Linked DNA regions of Mustela erminea: region 2 is linked to region 1. Evidence: chromatin contacts called from public Hi-C data. All regions are on one chromosome and are shown on one strand. The core of a region is the stretch at or near the end of the contact, and the rest is flanking DNA. Distances in the headings are between cores, read along the strand shown.

The links. A called contact is a pair of places that touch in the nucleus more often than the background predicts.
Region 2: a Hi-C map of spleen shows a contact between it and region 1, with 2.8 times the contacts expected there. The contact joins the promoter of PLCXD2 here to the promoter of ABHD10 in region 1. A contact is called at or near these places in 2 of 3 Hi-C or Micro-C datasets (skeletal muscle and spleen).

The regions. Positions count from the first base shown.
Region 1 is chr1:161,735,171-161,739,682 of mMusErm1.Pri, forward strand. It overlaps ABHD10 (mycophenolic acid acyl-glucuronide esterase, mitochondrial), which reads right to left and starts at 1,608. Exons shown (of 5, transcript XM_032349314.1): 1 at 702-1,608. The coding sequence starts at 840.
Region 2 is chr1:162,016,283-162,021,385 of mMusErm1.Pri, forward strand. PLCXD2 (PI-PLC X domain-containing protein 2) reads right to left here and starts at 1,279. Exons shown (of 5, transcript XR_004287157.1): 1 at 526-1,279. All of the region lies in intron 2 of LOC116594339 (a long non-coding RNA gene), which reads left to right.

The DNA.
Region 1 (4,512 bases), core at 358-2,857:
TATTGCAAGCACAGCGCACCCGGCAGCTTCTATGGCAAAGGTGTAAACAACACAGCCGGAGAATAAAAAGACAAAATTCAGAAAGACAGACTACATATACTGAGGGTAGGGTGGTACGGTGAACAATCAAATACAAGATAAAGAAAATACTCAGATGCCCTCATTTTTTGTCCAAATTCTAGTTTCCTTTTTTGAGTAATGATTACGGTTTTCACTGAGCTGGGAATATCGAAAAGGCAAAATCAGAAATTAGGCTGGATGACCGAATCTACACTTTTGCAACAACAAAAAAGTTCATATCGTCAATTCCCTCTAGTGAAGCAAAGGCAGGTCTAAGCATCCTAACAGAGTCAAGATTTGTAAACCCCTTAGACCTGAAGAGAAAAGACAGAAAAAGCAACTAATAAACGCACATCTTAATATTTCCCGGTGTTGGCGCTTAACGCGGGGAGACGGGCAGGGTAGCATCTTGAAACTGCAAAGCGGAAAACGCCAGCAAGGGCCGGGGCTGGGCAGGGTACCCAGGGCCAAGAAGAGGTCTTCCTACTACCTCCACCAGAATTGCTGAAAGTGCCTAAAACAAGGATACTAAGAATGGGGATGAACATTTTTAAATAGGGCGCCAAAAACGCACTAGACAGGAACGGACTAAACCCGATGTTCGAAAGAACGCGTACTTCTCCCGCCTTTCGGCCACTGACCTGGGAGCCACCGTGGCGTCCCCTCGAGCTTCCTTTTGAATAATGCGGTGAAGCCACGGTGGAAGCCAAAGACGGCCGCTTTGCTCCACCTCCGACAAGGTACCCAGGCGCCCAGAGACGCCATGCCGGCTCCGGCCATCTTCCCAGAGGGCCCTGAGCACCGAGCTGACCTACAGAGTCGCTCAGCGCAATAACTAGGCTGCGCATGCGCCACCGGCCGGAAGCCCGGACTTGCTAAAGAGCACCCCGGGAGAGTTTCAACAGAGAGCGCACATGCGCAGAGCGTCGTCCCGCTTGCCCTCCCCTCACTATTGGACAGCTGATTCTCTCCGGCAGTTTTTGCCCTTGATGGCCCGGAATGTTTTGATTGACCTCAGTAGGTGGCTTTTTTAATGAGCAGATAGATATTCCGTCGCTGAGGGTGCGGAGAGAATCCGTATCCAACGTTCCTAGATAGGAAACCGTCTGATCATCCCGAGGACACTGGGGAGCGGAAGCATAAAATGCTAGCTAGACTCCTTGCATTATAAATCGCTCTCCCGCCCTGATAGTTTTAAGCATACCGGAAATGCTTCCAAGATCTGACCTTAATCCTGCTTGCAGAAATACCCAGAGCGTACTTGTCCACCGCTCCTTCGATTTTGCTTAAGCTCTTCGGATGCCTGGCAGTTTTTTTTTTTTTTTTAAATTATTCCGTTCCCTGCCTCGTGTTATGTGCAAAAATAAATCCCAGTAGATAAACGATCTCAACGGAAAAATAAAATTGAGAGGATTTAAGTACAGAGAATATTTTATAGTTTGGGGATAGAAGGGACTCTCTTAAGCAAGATATGAAACTAAATTCATTTAAAAATGTATATGAATTTCAACTTCTTGAATGGCAAAAGTCATCTTGAGTCAAATGGGAGTCTAGAAAAACTGATTTTACAGAACAGGTAACAGAATGTTAATACTTCTATTCAGCCTGCTCCTAGAAAAAAACGGGAAAAAAAATCTATAATTTCAAGGAGTTAGTCGATATCTGTGAATAGGCAGTTCATACGTGAAGATATTCAACTTCACTAATTGAAAAAATAACGTTACTTTTCTCACACATCAGATTTGCAAAAATTAAAAAGAGCAACTATTGGCAAGGACGCTGGGAAACTGGCACTCGCGTAGGGTTTAGGGGTCAGCTGCTAAACTCTTCTGTCAGGTAATCTCGCCACATCTTTTAGGATTTATAAAATATGCATCATTTTCAGTGCCCTTGACCCAGTGGCCCCACTTTGCGACTCTCCTGTAGAAAACAACACTAGTTCATAAGGCTGTATATTATCTGCTAAATTTTTAGCAGATTTTATCTGCTAAATTTTTATCTGCACCAGTTTTAGAAGGAAGCAGAAGAAAAAAATGGAGTAGTCAATAATAGAAAAATAGTTGAATAGTCATTCAATTGCCATGGGGGTTTCTGAATTTTAGCTCTGGGACCCTTCCAATTAATCCTGGGGGTAAAGAGCATCATCGCGTAAGATCTTCTTTTTTTCTACTTCAGGTTACCGTGGTTGGTATAATACTTAAGTAAAGCCACTTTATATGTTGGTCATAAATTTTGGAGCAATGATTGGTCCTAGAGTTAGAGGCAAAGTTGGATACAGTGAATCAGTCTATCTTTGGTATGTCTTGAGAACCTGTCTTATTGGAACATACTGAAAAACTTGGTTAAATAAAAATTAAATACTTTCTTGAGTGGTATAGTGCCAGAAATAGATGCAAGGAGGGCTGCTTGATTTCAGGTTGTACTCCAAAAGCTGGTAAACTATTTCGCCAATTCTCCATTAGGCCTGTTGTAAACTACAGAGGAATTAAATCAGTAAGATAATACACAATGCACATCACTTCACTATCGCTTGTATCTTAATAATCAACATTTCTCACTGTGCTTTTTTTTTTTTAAAAAGATTTTATTTATTTATTTGACGGAGAGAGATCACAAGTAGGCAGAGAGGCAGGCAGAGAGAGAGAGGGAGAAGCAGGCTCCCTGCCGAGCAGAGAGCCGGATGCAGAGCTCGATCCCAGGACCCTTTTGATAATTGCAAATATTCTCAATCATTCCTTTCCTTATTCTCTCCCTTTATTTTTGCAAATCTTGTATTTTATGTGCAGCAAAATGAAAAAAAAAATCTGACTTGTTTCCCTAATGGGAAAAGCACTGTACATGGACTGTTTTCTTTACACACCCTTATAAGTATAACAAATCAGGAAAACTTGTGACTAGGTCAAGTGAAGATGCTTTTACCCACAGTGATGGGCTTGAAGTAAACTAATCTGTTTCCATACCCACTGTCAATGTTGCATTCCTTAACAGGAGTTATTGATAGGACATATTGTACAGGGCCATTTCTCTCTCTGAAATCTGCTGCCTTAGCCCAGGGAGACAAATGAGTCACTATCAAGTAAAGCCCTTAATTCACATCTGCATGATTTTTTCCCTGCTGGAAAAGTAGGCACAGTCCTTGCAATCCCCAGTAATAACTGCATCTCTGTAAAAAGACAGTAAGATGTCAGATTTGTCAGGGGTTATCTCACTTTGTTAGCAGCAGGAATGTGACCAGAGAGACTCAGAATTACTTCGATTTATAAAACTACAAATCATAATGTGAACACACAACTTTTGTGGAGATTCACAATTGATTTTTGCTGATTAATCCACCCCCTGTCATGTCACCAACAGGTAACTGCCTCATGAGAGATGAGTTTATTTTCAAATGTGGAATCTGGTCAACATTTTAATCCATACTCAACATATTTTAACACACGTTTTAAAAGGTTTACTACATCATGCAAGATATAATGCTGATTCGAACATCTTTATAATCCTACAAAGTACAGTACAGACAAGTTATATCTTTACATTGACCAACAAAATGTTAGCAATTGCATTTCACTCTTTTAATCATTATGGGGTTTGGGGTGATTCTCTGAAAAAAACACATTATAAAAATGTCTTTTGCAATCATGACCTTGTCCTCCACTGTTCAAGTAAAAATCATGTGTCATCCAGTTGCAAAATCTTATTATTGGCAACATGTATACAAACCACACTGCAAAGTTTTAAGAATTGTATCCCATCAGGCCTGACAAAGATTTTATGGACACTTTCAATCTAATTGTTTCACCTGTACTAGTAAGCAAAGCCACGATTTTCTACTTCTGTTCATTTGCCAATTTTTAGGAAACAATACGTTCATACTTGCAATACACACAACATGATAAACCAGGATAAAGTCATTTGAAAAAATGTTATAAAATAGACTTGCCTGAAGTCATTTCATCCAACAAAAATTAATTTAACTCTAAAAAACAAAAGCTAAATGTAAAGAAATACATAATGAAATAGTACATTACAAAGAACATTAAGTTGAAGTTCATTTTTCTTTTTATAGAACTATGCTACTTCAGTAAATAAGTATTTTAATTGGTCTGTTCTTTGGTGAAAACAGAGGTCTGATTCATCGTTATATCACGTGAGACTGCAATCAACAGCTGTGTTCCACAAAAAAGAGGAAACAGACAATCTAAAGGAAATCAGCCGCTGGCTACCTTTATTCTCAGCACTGGGGATGGAGAAATTTTCAGCAAACCATGAAATAGTCTCCTTATCTTAAATTGCTCAAAGTGACAGAATGTCTGTTTAATAAGGCGGCTTCCGTCTAAAACACACAGCTTTTTGTTTTTTCTTCTTTTACAAAAAGTGACTTGCTCTATATGTACAATAGCTTATACCAGTGGTAACTCTTCAGAGTCAACTTTCTAGACAGTTGATGGCATC
Region 2 (5,103 bases), core at 29-2,528, 280 kb after region 1:
TCTTTATACTCAGTCCTGGTTCTGAACCTGTTATCTAATGCTAATCTTTGTTTATTTGTTTTTCCTATATGCAAGGTTAAATTAATGAGAAAGAAAATACTTTTCAGTTTTAATTTTGATCCAGATTGAAAATCGTTAATGACCTTTTATTCATTACTCATGAGCTCTCCTTTTTTCTTTAAGTGATTCAGGTACTCACATGGCCTGGTTCCAACATTAGGGATGTAACATTCTTAGAATGAGGCTACCAAGTAAAAACAAAACACAAACAAAAAGATGCAAATAAACAAAAAAAAAATGGTGCTTCCATTCTCCCAAGCCCCTTTTGCCAATGATGCAGTGTACTTAAATCTGTTTACAGCAGCTGCTTCAGTGTTAAGTTTTTGGTTGGAAATAAAAACGTTTAGTAAGGTCACTGACAATTATTTTCTCAGCACAACAGAAAAGCAACCCAATCCATTAATAATAACAACACTAAAATGGCAGAAGCAAACACAGTGGGAACAAGTAGGAATAGAAGAGTACCTGGGATTGCCAGATTGGAAAGGGGGACGTTGTGGAGGTGAGGGGGGAGCGAGGCCATCCAGTCGGCATTGCAGACCTCCGATGATGTCTTTGTCCCGCTGGGGTTGGGGGAGCAGATGGTCCCCATCCTGAGTTTCCTCCTTACCTTCCTAACTGCTAGCATCCCTCTTTGTCAGTCAACAAACTGCCCAGGCGCAGCCCGGTGCCACTCACTCAGGGATCATCACGGCCCGGACTCTAGACATTCCAGGGCCATCTTTGTCAAGCCAGTCTTGCCAAAAGACCTTTCTGCCGGGTAGACGGGGCAAGTAGGTGGTTCCCTACCCCCCAGCCCCCGCAGTCCCCACCCTCTCCGGCCCAGCCGCTGTTCCACTCCCTTAATCTGCTCAGACCCGGCTCCGTTAAACTTCTTAGGTTCCCCCTCTGGAGCGGGGGTTAGGTAGGCCCCTAGAGAGCAATCTTACAGAAACTGAACGTCCGGCGAGCAGCCACGCCCGGAGCCACTCACACGACAGGTGCCCTTACGGCGTACGGACAAGCCGGTGGGTCTCTACACACGTGAGCGCCCGGACGCAACATCACCAGCCGGATTTATGCCTGTCTGTGTGTCACGGGGCTGGCCCAGAAGCTGGGCCTGCCTCCTCCTCCTCCCCCCGCTTCTCAGCACACACTCCCCCTGCCCTGTGGCTTCCCGAAGGCGCTCAGAAGTGTAACCGGCGGCACCCGGACTCCGGCAGCCCCGCCCCGCACTGCCGGGCAGATTTGCCGGGCTACGCGGCCCGTGATTGGCCGCTGGCGGAGCGCGCTCCGATTGGCCGGCGTCCGTCCGGGCTGCCCCTCGGAGCGCTCCCACCCCCTCCGCGGCCCAGTCCCCTCCCTCCGTTACTCCAGCCGGGCTGGAGGAAGGCGGGCGCCGCCGCGGGGACTGCGGGCGGGGGAACTTGGGGGCTAGTCCTGGGACCTCAAGAAGCGTCCTTCCTCTGGCCTTCCTGGAAGCCAGCGCTCAGATGCTGTATACGACCACAGATGATGTTTCTTTCCTTGTGTCTTTCCTCTACACACACACACACACACACACACACACACACAAAATGACAATCACATAGAATGTATTACATTTTAATAAACCACAGAGGAGGCAGAAATAGGGGGAGTAAGAAGGCTGAGAAAGGTGAAATATATCATATTTGGATGACAACCTCTAGGATGGTTTGTTTCAGCAGTTACATAATGAAGATTTACTTACACACCTCTTACCCCCTTCTTACAGAGGAAGGAATAATGATGACTTCTATTTGTATTACTCAGGTATTTGAAACCTTCTTGCAAATTCTTTGTCCCATTTGATCTTCACAGGGCCCCCATAGGGCAGGGCGGGTGGTGGATAGGATGCCCTTTTCACACATGAAATGGAAGTTCTGAGGCGTTCAGAGAGCAGCTGGCGCTATTTGGAAATGCCATTTTAAAAGGAAACCCTCAAATCCAGAGGTCTGTAGGCACACAAACTCATTTCCCTGCTTTCTGCAATATTCCCTACTCCTTCAAATGGTACTTTTTCATGGTGGTATACTACAGGGTCTCTAATGGTATGAGAACTTTGCACAGCAACAATCAGAAACATCCTGACCAACAGGCAAAATCAGAATGCCTCCACCCAGGACCTTGATAGTGGGGTCCTGGAGGGCTTCAGGTCAGGCAGCTCCTGGGTGACTCAGGAGGGGCTTATGTGAAAAGCAAGCAGCAGGCTTTGCTAAGAGAAAAGTAAAGTCTGACATCCAATCACTGACCAGCCCACTTCAACTCCAGGGTAACTCCACAGGCCCCTGCAATGCCTGTGCCCTAGACACCACTCAATGCACATAACTCCTGCTCATATTGTCCCTTTGGAGGCCAGGAAAAACAAGGCTGTACCTACGAGTCTAGCCCTGTACAGCCATCTTGATATTCCAGATTATCAAAATATTTCTTGGGTTCTGACCTACTCAGGTTAGCACTTTAAACAGTCCCTCTCTTCTCTAATAATTGATTTAAACCCCTGGACTCAGCTGCCTCTGTCTTTCATAATAAGTCCCCTACACATTCCCCAACTGATTAATGTTGACCCGAGCAGGCAGGGACAACTCTATGCCCCTACTCAGCAGGAAGAAGTTAGAGAAGATGAGACCTTCCACCTTCAGCAACCTTAAAGATTTAAGGGTCAAAATTGTTCAGGGGGAAATGTGGAGGCCGAGAAAATTAAGGCTATCCCACCTCAGGTTTAGCTGATGTGGGAAACAGAGGCAGAAGAAAATCATTAAAATTCCTTACCTACTGACAAGCTCTTGAAACAGACAGAGTGGCTCTCCCCTGGGGACTTAACTGCCCTCACCTTGAGGTTTTGCGAAGGACAATCCTAGCCTCACCAACCCTCTACCCCAACAGATCCGAGTAGGATTCTGTAAGTCTACTTTAACAATTCCTTTATCTCTAAACCTCCAAGATAGTGTCAAGAATCATTCCCAAGTATATGGCCCACTGATACACATCTAAAGGGTCTCATGAGAAGATTTTTATTGGTAATAAATAACCCTTCTCCCAACAATAGCTAGTCCCCCAAGATCCTGGAGACCTTGCTTTCAAAATTCCTTAGAGACTTATGCCATCCCTAATCCCCTTTGTCCTCACCCACCACCGAGTCCACCCCTACTCTGCCTTTAAAAACTCTGACTGTAATCTGGTTCCAGGTCCAAGTCCCTACTCTGCTGTGTCGGGTATACTTGGGCCCAAGCTTAAGCTTGTCAAATAAACCCTCGTGTGATTGCATCGGTGCTTGGCTCCTTGGTGGTCTCTCGGACATGAAAACTCGGGCATAACAGTCCCCTTTTCCTCTTCCAGGTTATTCTTAACATTCATTTGAACCTGCTTTTCAGTCCTTTGAGCTGCCTGGTATTACAGGAAATTTTTGTTTTTGTTTTCCTGGAGGAGTATCCCATCGTTAATAAAAAGAAAGTGTTCATCATGTATCTTCTGGGGTTTAAAGCGCACTTCAATATAGTGCTCTTTTTTCCAAGTACACCATGGCACGTGTTTGAGTTCACATTTTAAAAAAAAATTTTTTAATATTTTATTTATTTATTTGACAGAGAAAGACACAGTGAGAGAGGGAACACAAGGAGGGGGAGTGGGAAAGGGAGAAGCAGGCTTCCTGCTGAGCAGGGAGCATGATGCTGGTCTCAATCCCAGGGCCCTGGGATCATGACCTGAGCAGAAGGCAGATGTTTAACCACTGAGCCACCCAGGTGCCCCTAGAGTTCACATTTTTTATTCCTCATAAAAAAATCACTCCGTAAAGCAATATCCCAACATCTACTTTTGAAATGTCACCTTTCTGTGCTTTTCTTGAGTTTAGCACCCTTTTAAAAATTCCTAAATGCAAAATTTTATTGAAGCTGGCTAAGGCAAGCAAAATGTGTTCTTTAAGCTCTATGGTGGTATGTTAATTTCAATGGATTTTTCCCCTTGATTTTTTAGCTCTTAATGGAAGGAGTGAGCATATTAAGAAGGCATTAAAGGAGGGGGGACTTGGTGGCATGGTCAATTAAGCGTCCAGCTCTTGGGGTCATGATTTCAAGGTCTTGAGATCAAGCCCCACTTCAGGCTCCAAGCTCAGCTTGGAGTCTGCTTAAGACTCTCTCTCCCTCTGCCCCTCCCCCTCCAATAAATAAATCTTTTTAAAAAAGAAAGCATTAAACTTTAGATTTAGAGATATCACTGTGTGAGAATTCAGAAACAAGAGACATGGAATCACTTAAGACTAGAAGTTTTGTGTCTCCATGAAATTGGCAGCTTTTTTGATCACAACGACTTGCTTTGCCAAGAAAACAGTTCAAAAGAAGCCAGCGCTCTTCTTCATAGATTTTTGAGTCATCCTGGGAGAAATCTTGGAGATGAAATCACAGCATGTAGTACAGTTCTTGGCATATAGCAGGTGCTCAATAAATGTTTGTGAGGAGGAGACAGACACTTGGTAAAACACGCTCCGTGGGGTTCTAGGAAGTGTCTGAGAGTAGGGTTTTTTTTAAAACATTAATGCGTAAATCCATCATATTTGGGTTGCATCTGAGATGGGCTCAGATTCTGCATTCCTAAATTTCTAGCTGTGCTGGTTCAGTCCACACTTGTAGGTAGCAGTGCTTTAGAAAACAGGCTCATGTTTCATAGGTGGGTCCTTGTATTGCTTTTTCTCTTCATTTTCCAAGGTTTTATTATATTTTTACACCACTTTTAAAATTTAAAAAACTTGCGTTAAGAATCTCAGCTAAGTGGGCGACTGGGTGGCTCACTAGGTTAGGCATCTGCCTTCGGCTCAGGTCATGATCCTGGAATCCTGGGATCAAGCCCTGTGTCAGTCTCCCTGCTTAGTGGGGAGAATGCTTCTCTTTCTCCCTCTGTTTCTGCTCCTGTGCTCTGTCTCTTGCTCATTCTCTCTCAAATAAATAAATAAAATCTTAAAAAAAAATCTTTAGCAGGTAACCCACACACTAAGGGGCGCCTGGGTGGCTTCGTCTGTTAAGCGGCCTACTTTTGATTTTGGCTCAT